Regions from separate parts of the Columba livia genome. Here region 1 is linked to region 2. A link is a contact called in public Hi-C data. All regions are on one chromosome and are shown on one strand. Each heading gives the region's core, a stretch centred on a gene start, on an enhancer-like site or on the middle of the called end of the contact. The rest is flanking DNA. Distances are from core to core; before and after follow the strand shown. Region 1 overlaps MAML1 (mastermind like transcriptional coactivator 1). Region 2 holds the start of MGAT4B (alpha-1,3-mannosyl-glycoprotein 4-beta-N-acetylglucosaminyltransferase B).

What was found. Hi-C and Micro-C count contacts between places; a contact is called where the count stands out from the background.
Region 1: a contact with region 2 is called in a Hi-C map of liver, with 2.6 times the contacts expected there. The contact joins the enhancer-like site here to the promoter of MGAT4B in region 2. A contact is called at or near these places in 2 of 2 Hi-C or Micro-C datasets (crop and liver).

Annotation. Positions count from the first base shown.
Region 1 is chr14:7,607,851-7,614,672 of bColLiv1.pat.W.v2, forward strand. MAML1 (mastermind like transcriptional coactivator 1) reads right to left here. Exons shown (of 5, transcript XM_065029806.1): 2 at 1-1,286. Among named protein-coding and RNA genes, the nearest start is that of MAML1, 8.1 kb to the right of the region's middle. Within about 2 kb of position 2,366, at least 2 of the 3 cell types and tissues checked have an H3K27ac peak away from gene starts, as active enhancers do.
Region 2 is chr14:7,529,577-7,536,607 of bColLiv1.pat.W.v2, forward strand. MGAT4B (alpha-1,3-mannosyl-glycoprotein 4-beta-N-acetylglucosaminyltransferase B) reads left to right here and starts at 2,477. Exons shown (of 14, transcript XM_065029818.1): 1 at 2,477-2,722. The coding sequence starts at 2,626.

The DNA.
Region 1 (6,822 bases), core at 1,116-3,615, 78 kb after region 2:
GGGGGCTTGTTCTGCCCAGATACTGGAACCCCCTGTTCACATTCTGCTTTGTAATGTGAAAGGGGTTTGGTGTTCCCATAGTCCAGCATCGAGCCTTGACTATTCACAGGGTTCTGGTTCAAGCTGTTTTGCTGATGACCCAAAATGTTCACATGGTAATTGCCTCCAGCTCTCGGCGAGCTTTTGTTTCCCATATTAGGCATCATGAGTTTTTGATTGTTGAAGTCTGGCTGGTAAACTGACGGGCTGGTGGGGTTTTCCATGGTATATGGGACAGCCAGTGGACTATGAGAAGGCCCAGACTGTTGCCAAGTAGACATTTGATTTGTCTGGTGAACTTGTGAAGCTTGTTGCTGGTTCTGCAACATCTGGTCTCTCTTCTGCTTGGCAGCAATCTGCTGAAGTTGATGAGCAGAAGACATTTCTTTGGCACTTCCTGCACCCTTCCCAGGTAACAACACATTGGGGAGAGGCCTCTGGACGTTTTGAGAGTGGTTTGATGCCTGCATCATGGGCTGAGTAGGATTTTCAGTCATTGATTGACTGGAAGGCTGAAATATAGCCTGAGAACTACCAACCGCTGGAGAAGCGGCACTTACAGGTACAGAAGGAGCACCAATAAATGCTGGACCTGAAGAAGTGGATCTAACCTGAGGAGATCCCATCTGTTCCTGTTCAAAGGGTGCTGGGGAGAACTCAGTCTTTATGTTAATATCTTGTGGCAACGGAGTCTGTGCAGCTGAATTTGAAGAATCTGCGTCTTTCTTCTCTTCAAAGTCTTCATTAAAGAGATCCTTCATGTCTTCATCAGGCACTGATCTATTAAGCTCCTCAATAAGTTCTTTCCACTCTTGCTCATTAAGATTAAGATCGGGCATCAAGTTATTCTGCGAGATAGAACCCCCTGCTCCAGCAATCATACATGGAAGATCATCTACAGGCTCCTGCTTCAGCTCTTTGTTCAAACTCAGAGGAAATGAGTCATCGGCATCACCACCTCCATTCATCTGCAGGTTGGTATCTGGAAGACACTTCTTGCTGATGCCATCCAGCCCCATCGGATGTTTTCCGTTAAGCTGTAAGGTATCTCCGCTGCCAGATTTCTTGTCGAGATGATGGAGTGGAGACACAGGGGGCATTCCATTGGAAGAACCACTCACTCCACCAAGACCATCATCACGACGCAGTTTCTTGGACACAGAAAAGACATCACCGTAGCCATTCTGCTGGTCTCCGTTCTGCGGGGAAGCGGCACTATCGAGCTTTCTTTTCACAGTCTCATGGAGCTGCTAAAAAAAACAAAAACAAAAAAAAGAGAGGATTAGTTTAATGTTTCATAGATTAGGATTTTTATTTCTTGTGACAACACTGTTTACCACTAACTAAAGCATTTTAGGAAAAAAAAAAGCAGTTAGATCTGTGCTTTGATAAGATTTGCTTTACAAGTCATCACTTGAGATGACTTCCCTTCTACAGTCTGTTAGGACAGACTTTCAAAAATATGTACTGCACCAAACAGAGCCATCCTTCAACCAAAACCAAAAGCTGCTGTGAACCAGAACATACTACGATTTTTCCTGTTCTAAATGCAAAAACATTGAAGAATGTTAAGATTCAAACTTTGGATGTGAATAAAACCGTGTATTTTATTTTGCCCGTGTACACATGGTAAAATTGTTCTGTAACACTGCTTTATAAAGCAGTTTCAAATGTAAATATTTAGAGAAAAAGAACAATTCCTCTTGTGATTATAATTTTTAGAAAAGAACTACACATACACATTTTGTACACTATCACATTTTTGGTACTAAAGCAAAGCCCGTTTGTCACTAGGCCACCACCGTTTCACGCTTATGTAAAACGCAATTCAGAGTTCAGTCAATTCTATCACGGCAAAGGAAGTTTGCTCCTTTCTCCCAGAGTATTCACCAGCTGCTCCTCTCTGCACTGTGACCAGCACAGCACCAACCAGCCCGACAGTTGGCTTCTCATGGCCAGTGAACGCACATATTCTTTTTCTCACAGTGCCACCTAGAAGCAAGCGGAGGGTACAGCAATAGTAACAAGCAGAGTTCGAGAGGCTTTGTTCAGCTTCTTTCCTGCCAGCAGGCTTTCAAGTATAAAGTTCTTTCCAGTGACGTCAAGAACATCTGAAAACAGAATTTACACACACATCAAAGATGACTACAAACTCTTCCTTCCCTCAGGTGCATTCTGTAAAAAACAACAGTAGTGCTTTGCTTGTGCTGGAAGCACCACACCACAGCCAACCCTGGCAGGCAGAGAGGCTGCCCAAAGGGAGCAGTGTGCTCGGAGAGGGAAAGCTCTGCCAGCTCCCGGCCTGTCCCACATCCCTTTGTATGTCCCAGCAGGACACACGAGGAGAAGCCCCACAAACAGCTGCCCAGCTGCAGCCTGATTCACCCCACAGCACGCTCAGATGGCAGAGAAGCAGCTCGTTAAACAACCCTCACGACAAGTATGCTTATTTTAATATTACTTGCAGTCTCCACGATGCAAGTCCACTCACCCTAGGGGAAAGCTGTCTCATCCAAGAACAAACAGGGGAAACCTCAAGATCTCAGTGCTCAAGCAAGAGGTTGTGTGTAGAGCCAGCATAAATTATCAGAAGAATTTCACAGCGCTTGCCTGGGCAACAGCATTCTTTGATTTAATGATGGAAGGACTCGTTCACAGTTAATTGTTGTAATTTTTTTTAAACAGTCTACAGTTAGCTGACCTTCAGAAAAAAAAACCAACAAACCACTATTTGTTTAACGCTTTCATAGGTAGCAGCAAAATCATATGTATATCTGAGGGACAGACTGTAGCTTCCCAGGAAACTATGATCTTCCAGATGGTTCATGAATATAGTAGCAGAGTAGTGAGAGTAGCAGAAGACCTGCTAAGATGAGATGAGGTACATCTGGAGTAGAGACTGAAACTTGAGCTCTCTTCATCTGAATATCACGTCTACAGCTTGAAGTAGCAGATCTAGAGTGAATTTTTCAAATACTGACTTGAAAAAAACACCTATGAAATTTTCCTTGTTATGTAAAAAGGCAAAACTAACACCAGAAAGCTTTAACTTAATCCCAACATCTGCCTTTCAGCCACGTTTCCCATTGTTTACATAATTCTCCAACTGGGAAAACTGAAGCTGAAGGTGGATGAGTAACCTGCTCAAGGTCATATGATGAGTCAATCACTCGAAGTTTGGGAATGGATCATCCTTAATTCTAAATCATTAGGGGAAAACACACCCCCTGAAAACTGACAAAAGTAATAATTTGGTTTTGTATACTGAACATATTATTTCCAATTTCTATATTAAAAACAAATGTATGCCCATTCTGGTCATTGATATAATTATCATTCTTATAGACAACTCAAGGCAATGAGGATTTTGGTGGCTTTATAGTGATAATTGCACACAGCTCTTCACAGGCTGCAGAACCCACCTTGGTTGCTGGACATATATTGCAAAAGTTGTTACGTGCTAAGGTCTTTGCTGCTGTACTCCACATTTGCAATGTATACAACTAACCTAAAATTAAATCATCCGTGCTTATAAACTACATGTACTGTAGTCTAGAAAGAGACACAGACCTCTAATATTCATCATAGGCTCCTTCCCTCAATAAAAACATGTAGGTGCTTTCATATGTATATGAGTTTTAACAGTCATAATGCTCAGATATCTGATTCTTGGTGATATCTTGACTTCAGTTACTCTAGACAAAGTCCTCCTTTCACCTAAATCTACATTCCTTTGTCAGAAAGGGATATTAAATAAAAAGTAACTTAAATAAACTCAGGAATGAACTAAAATTTGAGGGTGACTGCTTCCAGCCTTGCTTCACCTCAGCTACATCTAAGATTATTTGAAACATATCCTACATGTACACGTAATAGCCAATAGACACGTAAGAGAGAAGAAAATCTGCTTGTCTTCTACCCTCACCAGAAAAGATTGAACCCAGTTTGTAACCAGGACACTTAATTTCTGAATTTTAGAAACTATTCACCAAATGCACTTGCATCCTAGTTCACTTTTCACATTAACACGACTTATTGCAGTAAGTCTACACTGTAGTTACACTATCTACATATACACTATCTACATATAACCAGCTTAAAACTAACTTAGTAACCATATTCTACCTTCTTTCTTCTCTCTGGAAAAGACAGTGTTACAAAAATATGTGGGAACCAAAAGTTACGGGTTCCTTCTCCTCTGCCATTACACATACATTCTGATACCTTTTATTTATTCATATTCAATTTTGAGTAACAGAGCCTGAAATTCTCACACCAAATACATTCATACAACTACTCTTCAAATAGTGCAACTTTCTCTTGTGAATTTCTTTTCTTATATGCATTTCTTACATATTATCTCAGATCTTGATTTCATAACAGAAAAAGGAAATATTCAGTTCTTGCCCTATTTGTCTGTATCCAGCCAAATAATCTGGGTTTAGGGAAAAAAAAGCAACAAGGACTATGTGAGACACAAGTCAGACTACAAGCTATCTACGTATCAAGCTGCTCCAACAGAGTTCTCAAGGCAAGAAAAACCTGCTCTCTTCTGCCAAAACTCAAAAAAATAAAAGAGAAGAAATGCTGACAAAAGTAAATCATAGCTTTCTACTCACTAGGAAAATCCCTTCAGCTTTAGTTTTATTGTCCACTATCACCCTGTAAGGCACAGTGGCCCTCTGCTATGCTGTCCCTGGTTTTCTTAGCAGAATCAAGCAATTTTATTTGTAACGCAGGAATGAACCATTTCCATTGTCACCAGATCAGATACAGAAATGTATTCCCAATTTTCCAGCCTACTCAACTTCTTAACAACAGATAGACCTCCAAGATCTCTTTAGCTTGGCCTAAAACTATTACCCCAAAAGCATTTATCCAAAGTACTTAAGCTCTCTGTGCAGAGAACAGTGCACAGCAGGGGATGCACACAAGCCTCGGCCCCTCGGCCCACGATGGGATATGGAGTTTCTGAAAGGGCCACAGGCTGTGCCTTCTCCACATCACATCAGAGCTGCATTTTATTCACACCAGCAAAACAGTAGTAAAGATACTAAAGACACTTGGTATGGCAGGAGTGCACATGCAAGTCAGGCCCTAACTGTGGGTTCCTCACGTGAGGAACACAAACACAAACCCCTGGTGTCACCCAGCACAAGAGACGCCCGACACCAGCAGCCTCTGACCATATAACCTCCAGGACATCCACGCCGTACCTGACTAGGACAGAGAACCACAGTGCCAGGGATGGACACATGCCCAGCCAAACAACAACACTTCCATCAGAAGATGGGCAACACAATTTTGATAAGCTATGTTCTGTCTCCATCTTAAACCCAGCAGTTTTACCACCCCGATGCTCAGCCACATTGAGTTTGTACTGCAAGGGCAGCTGGGGAGCTCCAGGAAAGCTGTCCACAAACTGCCATGAGCCTCACAAGAAATGGGAAAAGCTCTAAACCTTCATCTCCAGCTCTTCTGTTAGCACTGGCAGAGTCCAGAACTTCAGAGTCCAGTGCAGCGTTCTCTCACTGCCTTGGGAAAGGGGCATGAACCGCTGAGCAAAACAGCAGCACAAAGTGCGTTTGATTTTTTTTTTGGTTGGTTGGTGTTGTGGGTTTTTTTGGATGGTTGGTTTGTTTTAGTTATGGGGTTTTGTTTGTTTCTTTAAAAATAAAGATATTATTCCCCCCTGGACACATTCCTGTGTGATCTGCCCTGGTGAACCTGCTTCAGCAGGTGGGTTGGACCAGATGATCTCCAGAGGTCCTTTCCAACCTCAACCATTCTGTGATTCCAGAAGTCAAAACAGTGTGAAACACTCAATACCTGAAACTAGTTTTAGATAACAATCTGAAACCAATGACATTTCAATGCATCAGAACTTAGCAAGCATGAAAGTTCAGTTTACATTGTTCGCTTGAAAGCGAGAAACCCTTCACAATGCAGAATTTTTAAATTGAGGACAGTGAACCAAACTACTTGTGTAAAAATCCATTAAGCTGTTATACTTTGAGTCCTGTAACTGAAGACAGTAAAAATATATAGATATATATACGTAAAATAGAAACTGCATGCAAATTGATTTTTTTCTGAAAAATACCTAGTGAACATGACAGAAACAAAATTTTTAAAAAAAAAACCCTGGTTCCTATACTGCACCTTTTGGGTCCATATAACATTTAGGTTTTTTAAAACATCCATTACAGAGATTAAAATATCCTTACAGGATTCAATAGAGCTATAATTTTTTGTATTTTATTTGGAATCAGTTTACCACTTCAGTCTCAGAATTAAGTTATGTCTACAAAGATTTGTCATGAAATACCAGCAGGAGGATTATAACACTGGTAATTTTCAAAGAATAAATGCTATGTTACTCTAGAAACATCATAAAAATCTAGTTCCGATGTGCCTCGTCGCTACATACCAGCATTCTCACCTAGAAGGGGAAACCAAAATAGAATATATCCATTTTTCTGCCATGGCAGCAGTAGGATAGCGGCAGAGAGAAGATCCCATGAACCAGAGCTTACAGCAGGGCCTCTACAGACACAGACTGCCCTCTCTTGCCTGGCCAAGAACAGGAGCAACGAAGATGAAAACCTCTTAAGCTGGAACAACAATGCAAATATCGTTAACAGCAGTGCATGAATTTTGGGGAGAAAACATTACATTTTGACTACACGACATGCTAAGAACTCCCCATTTACTGTGCATCTACCCACAGCTTCCAAAGCTGCACCCCCCTGCAAGGAAAGCATTTTATTACCCAATCTGTTC
Region 2 (7,031 bases), core at 1,227-3,726:
CGGAGCCAATCACACCCCCCAGGGCTCGACTGCTCTGAGACATGGGCCGTGCTGCTGGCTCACGATCTGCAGGAGATGGTCTCTTGGGCAGTGCCTTGCAAAATCCAGGTGAGGAAGCACAGATCCAGCCTCCCTTGTTTTGTTTTCAGTATTCCCAAGAGTGACGTTCAATGCATTTCCACAGTCAGGGATGCAACGCATTTCAATATTCCCAAGAGTAACGTTCAACGCATTTACCTAGTCAGTGTGAGCAACAGTCTGTGCTGGGGCCCCACATCTCCTCACTGGCTTCACACAGGGGACACAGAAACTTTCGGTGCCATCCAAAGGGCTCCCTCTGCCGATTTCCTTCCCAGACGTTCTCAACACTGGGAGAGGCCTTTTCAAGATTCGAAAAATGTGGATCAATTTATTAACTAGAGAAGAGTACGGTCAAGAGCACCTCCTGCAGAAATGGGCAATCCTTGCTTTTCCATGTACATGTGTCTTTCAGCAAGGCACATGTATCACCCAGAGCACCCCTTCACTGCTCACCTCTCCAGAAGGAAAAGGAGCAAAAGCCTGAGGAGCCCTTTGCTGGTTTTCCCTGTTTCAGGAGGATTCCTGTGTCTGCTGGAGCCCTGCCTGGAGGAGATGTCCCCACAGAGCCCAGCACATCCCTGCATGATGCCCGGTCCAGCCCTAAGGCTGTGGCCAAGCATCACCAAGTGCCTGCATCGCTACTCCTGCCTCTGGCACAGGCACTCTCTAATTGACCCAAACATTTCAGACAACAGACTTTGATCTCTGGAAGCCAGTGCTACAATATTTACACGTCTGAGAAATATTTACTTACTGAAAGAGGTCAGGGGAATGGATGATGATGACTAGCTGGAGAAATTATGTACCCGTGTATGGAGCACATGAGTTGCCACCTCCTGTTTGACCTCACAAACAACTGCAGAAGTAAGTTCAGGCAACAGAGGCACATAAATTCAGCCTTTCAAACCCAGCCTCGCTGTACAGCTCCTTGTGGTCTATAATGAAATAAATCTGGAGCCATTAACAGGAAAAAACATGAGCAAAATAATTTTAAAATCTGATTTCTTCTGTCCTTCATCCGGCCAAGCTGCTTGAGGCTGTAACCCCTGAATGCCAGGTCCTTTGGAGAAGTGATGATGTCCTTCCAGATGGCAGCTTCCATTTGCGATATTCATCTGGCATTGATTTTCTCTCAGTAGACATTAAATACTGTTTCCTTAACCATTCCCTTAACCATTTCTGCTACTGCAGAAATGGCAGCAAATACGCACTGTGTGGTTATGGGGGCTGCTGCACCCCAACCTTGTGCTGCACACCCCCACCAGCTGTGCACACACCCCCACCAGCTGTGCACACCCCTGTATGCAGGGCCATGGGGTCAGCCTTGTGCCTGGAGAACAGGAGTTGAGGGGAGACCTTTTCGCTCTATACAACTGCCTAAAAGGAGGTTGTAGCAGGGGGGGAATTCCGTCTCTCCTCCTGAGTAGAAAGCGACAGGATGAGAGGAAATGGCCTCGAGTTGCACCAAGGGAGGTTTAGATTGGATAATGGGAACAACTTCTTCACTGAAAGGGTTGTCAGGCATTGGAACAGGCTGCCAAGGGAAGCGGTGGAGTCACCATCCCTGGAGGGGTTGAATGGATGTGTAGATGGGGTTCTTGTGGATGTGGTTTAGTGATGGACTTGTCAGTGTTGGGTTAATGGTTGGACTTGATGATCTTAAATGTCTTTTGCAACCTAAATGATTTCATGATTCTACAGGGGCTGAGCACACACCTCCATCCATAGGCACCCATGCACACCCCAGGTGATGGGAGTCATTTCCATACATCCCATCGCAGAGAGATGCCAACACACAGGGCCGTGCACACCCTGCGTGTGAGGGTCAACGCGCACAGCCCCATGCCCAGAGATGTGCACAGCCCCATGCACATATACAGATGCATGTGCACACACCCACACGCAGATGTATGGAACAAGGCACACACATACACACAGAGACATATGGACCCAGACAGACACATGCACAGAGACATATAGACCCAGGCATGCGCACACAGACATACACACATGCATAGACCCTGCAGGCACCCATAGCTGTGTATGTATCTTTGTATGGATGTATTTATGTGCACAGGTAGGTGTGTATACATATATATGGACGAACCAAGTATATACGTATCTACGTTTATATATGTAACTCATGAATGCGCGTACACACGCGCGCGCGCGCACACACACACGCACACACTCACACACACACACTCACACACACGCGCGCACGCACGCACGCACTCTCTCACTCCCCCGGCCCGCCGCGGCCCCGCGGTGCCCCGCACGGGGGCGCCCTCCGCCCGCTGCCGCCCCGCCCTTGGCCCCGCCCCCTCAGAAACACCCTTTGGTCCCGCCCCCGCGGCAACGCCCCTTTGGCCCCGCCCCTTTGGCCCCGCCCGCCCGCCCGGCGCGGCCCGGCCCGGCGCGGGCGCTCTCTGCGGGCGGGGGGTGCGCCCCGTTCCGTCCCGTTCCGCGCTCACCGGGGCCCCCGGGGCCGCTGAGGCCGCGCCGCGCCCGGGACATGCGGCCGCCCCCGCCGGCGAGGAGGCGATGAGGCTCCGCAGCGGCACGGCGCTCACGCTGCTGCTCGGCTGCCTGTGCGCCCTGCTCTCTCTCTCCTGGTACGGCGCCTTCGGCGGGCACAAAGGTAAGGAGGCTCGGCCGCCTCCGCCGGGGGGGCCTGGGGCACGGCCGCAGCGCTGCCGCCAGGGGTCGAGATGGGGGAGACTCCGGGAGCCGGGCCCGGCTGAACCCCGGGCGTCCGGTGCGATCCGGAGCTGGGGGAATCCTGCGGAACCCGGGGCATCCTCTACGATCGGGACCTGGCGGGATCCTGTGCGCCCCAGGCCGGCCCCAGCCTCCGTGGGACCGTGACCCGTGGAACGCCCGGTGCGGGCGTGCCCATGCCCAGCAAGGCAGGAGGGACCGGGGGTCCCTGCACGTCTCCGGGGCACGCTGTGGCCTTGGGCGCCCACGGAGGATGGGGGGGCTGTGGACTGGTGGGCGCGTTGGTGTCTTGGCCGGATTGCGTTGGGCTTCGCTTTGGGGATGCACTTCTTTGCACCCCCAAGTTTATGGTGAAAATCTTCGTGGGCGATGGGAACCACGCAGGTTAAATCCTCGTGCGGAGGTGGTGATGCCAGCAATCGGGGGAACCGCTGGGCTGGAGGGTCTCAGGGCAAACTAGAGGTGAGGGGAAATAGCAGCAGCCCTGCCCTCCCTGCACCATGCGCGGCTCTTGTGGCTCGATGCTGAGACCTGTAACTTAAGAGCGTGTAGGACGGGTGTGAGGGCTGCTGGCTTCAGCACTCAAATATCGGTGCTGGTTTTGTACCAAAGCAGGGGTGCAGGGCCCCATCCCACCAGTGCTGCAGGGGAATCCCACAGAGATACCGCAGAGTTGCTCGCTGCTGGCTTTTCCTGACAACATAATAGTTGCTTTTCCCCATCCTGTTGTTCAGTAAAGCAGCGTGTAGGATTTATTCTGGCCTGAAGGACAATTCTGCTAGTTGCTTCTGAATTGTGTATCTGTCTCATGTATGGGTGCGCTACCTCTCGCACTTGTGCTAGTCGCTCAGCTCTTCCAGTTCTTGCAATTTTATAAATCGTTAAAGGCGGGTGGTCCAGCCGTCCAGCCCTTTCTTCCCACTTGCTATGCAAGCATCTCTCCCTGCTACAGGTGAGAAGCAGCTTTTGCTGAGTGTAAGACGTGACCTGATTGATGGTTTTGCAATCCCTCGGCACACCACGCACGGTCACAAGGTGCAACCTGTGTGTGGTGCAAGGCTGGTGTCGGGTGGGCCAGCACCGGAGGAAGGTTTATTGGCTCCGATGGGCAGGATGGCATGAGCCCGTGTAGGTGCCTGTCCAGCCCAGCCACCCCTTCCCTGGCAGCGGGGTGAGAGCACCTGGGATGTGTCATCTCCTGTCAGCTGCAGGTGCCTGGAAGGCAGCTGCCTGGGCTCTTCTGCCTCATTCATCTGCTGAAGGGCTTTCCAGTCATACCGCTCACATGGTTTAAATCTCAGCAGAGCTGCCTCCCACAGAGGTTGGGATAACAGGCATTTGTAACACAGGGGTATCACTGGCGGGTCAGTTATCTTCTGCTCATTGGATTTTTAACTGGACAAAATATTTGCACAACCAAGTGTTGCTGTGTGCACTTTCAGCCAGAAATGCCAGGCTGTGATAAGTGGTGCAGGGGCAGAGGGGCGCTCGGGGAGCTGCTTTCTTGTGGTTACTGCTGGGTGGTTGCTTTGCTCGCAGCTGCCTCCTGTAAAATGAAGTGAAAGCAGCACGTAGTGCTGCACGGGCTCTGAGCCGTCAAGCACTCCTGGGTGGCAAACCCCTCTAGGTAGTTTGTACCATCTGGACTGTGTCGTCCTTTGTCTCATTTTTAACTAGTAGCTTTTCCACATTGCTCCTTCAAGTGCCAAAATAATAACCTTGGGTACCACTGTCCCTGTCCTTCTTGGTAGGACCCTTCCTGAGATGCTTGTTTTCCTCTGGCAGCAACAGATTGTCACTTGCAAACAGCGGTCGCTACACCAGGTCACAAGTAACTCGGGCTGTGTCAGCACAGCAGGTTTCCGGCTATTATGGTCATTTACGTATCAGGCTGTTATTCAGTGCAGAGCTGGAGAAGACCTTGAGAGGTCATTCAGTCCATCTCCTGCCCCTATGCAGGATCGGTGATAACCAACCTCTTCCTGACAGATGTTTGTTGTATTCATTCTTAAAAACCTCCAATGACAGAGATGCCTGAGCTCCCTGCACAATCTATTTGACATTTAACAGCCTTGCCGTTAGATTTTTCTTATGATCTGAACAAAAATGTCTTTTCCTTCTGCTTGGTTTCATGATTGCTTTTCTTTTTCCATTTATTTGGCGCAGGCAGAAAAGTTCCTTCCTTGCTTCTTTGCAGGAGCCTGTTAGATATTTGGAAGTTACTACCATATCTCCCCTTAGTCCTTGCCAGTATCGATTGAACCATGCTGGTTCCTTTGATCATTCTTTTTAGGTCACGTATTCTTGCTCTGCAATTGTTACTCTCTTCTGGACCATCATCCTTCATGGACTGATGCTTAACCTGTGATACAGGACTGAAGCTGCTGCCTTATTTTTGCACTGAAGAATAAGGGATTACTTCAGGTCTTTTACATATAATGATCCCGTTTATACATCCCAGTGTGTTTGCTTTCTATTTTTACCACAGTTTTGTTGTTGTTGGGGTTTTTGTTTGTTTGGGGGGGGTTGTGTTGTTTGGTTGGTTTGGTTTGGGTTTTTTGTTGTTGTTGTTGTTGTTGTTACTTTTTCTCATTGACCCTTTAGCCACTCCTCTCCAGAACTTTTCCTGCTTTCCATTCCACATCTTGTATTTGTCTGGTTAATTATTCTTACCAAACTGCATTACCTCACGCTTGCCTTGTTGAACCGTGTCCTTTTTTTTTTTCCAGACTGCTTAATCTAAAGTGTCAGGCTTGTTTTGAATTCTGATCTTGTCCTCGCACAGGCTTGCAGTCCATCTCAGCTTGGTGTAGCCTTCAAAGGCAATCAGGGTGTTTGCCATCATCTGAGTCGCAGATGAAAACACTGAGTGGTGTCAGATCTGGGATGGGTTCTCTTGGAACCCGCTTCTGTGAGGTCCCTGCAGTCTGTGCTCAAAGAGCAATGACCAGGTCAGGGGTGGTCCTCCCAGCAGTGCTGTACCCACCTGAAGGTGGCTCAGTCCAGCCCCTGCATCCCTACCTGCATTATGGGCATCTCCTGTGAGACACTGTCAGAGATCTCTGAACTCTTTGTTTCTGCTCCCCTTCCTCCAAGCCCTGGTACCCTGTCGAAGAAAGAAATCTGATAGGTTTGATGTGATTTGTTCTTGATAAACAGAGGTTAGCTCTTGCTCTAGTCCTCTTTGTCTTCTAAGTACTTCAACTGAAATTAAACTGATTATTCTGTAATTTCCTGGATCCTCTTTATCCCTATCCCCATCCCCTTATTTTTCAAAGACAGGCTTTGTGTTTGCCAGTCCTCTGTAACATTAGCTATCCCCTGTTTGCACATGGAGACAATTCCCAGTGATCCTAAGCTCCTCACATCATTGCATTCTGGGGAAGGGTGGCAAGTTGTCTGCATTGCATCTGATGGAGAATAAAATGATATTAAAACACCTGTAAAGCATAGCAGAGCCTGTTTGTCTTCCTGCTCTGTGTTGGGAGGACAAAACAATTAGTCGAATGAAAATAAACCAGGTCAAATCAGCTCTAGAGCTGCTTTTCTGTGACCAGTGCAGGGTTTGTTTACCCACTAATGGTGTTTTGCTGTGCTGTGGTTATTAGTAAAGTTTTGACCTCGTGGTCTGCGAAACCAGATGCTGCCTCTTTCCAATTATAAATGAGGTTTGAAATAATCTGCTGGAGCAGGAGGAGAGAAGGGCAGCCTCAAATAGCACAACCAGTCACCCGGGTGGCCGATGTCCAGCATCATGGGGCGGTTTGGAGGGGGGACCATGTGCTGTGCATCGTGGTGGTGGGCGCCTTGGCCAATGTTCAGTATTATCTCTTTGCTGATTTTAGGTTTAGGTACGGTGGAACTCTCAATAAACAACAGCTGCCTTGGAAGAAGCTCTTCTGTAGCCTGCTGTCATAAGGTGGACCTGTAGGGTTTAACTGTGGTGGGCGACCTGCAGATCAAGCCCTTGGGAAGGCATGGGCAGGGTTGGCCAGTAGGGTGTCCAGTGTGGGGGTTATAGGGAGTGTTTTACTGAGGGCTCAGTAAAAACGAGCAGCTTTCATGACTTTAGATAAGTCACAGGTGCAGGTGGGATGAAGGCAAACAATTTAACCTACTTTCGATTGAACTGTGTTTTTTTCCCTTTCCAATGATGAAAACTGTTCAGTTCTTATCCGTAATGTTTGTTCTTATCTTGACTGATTGACCAGCAACGTACTGTCTTTCCA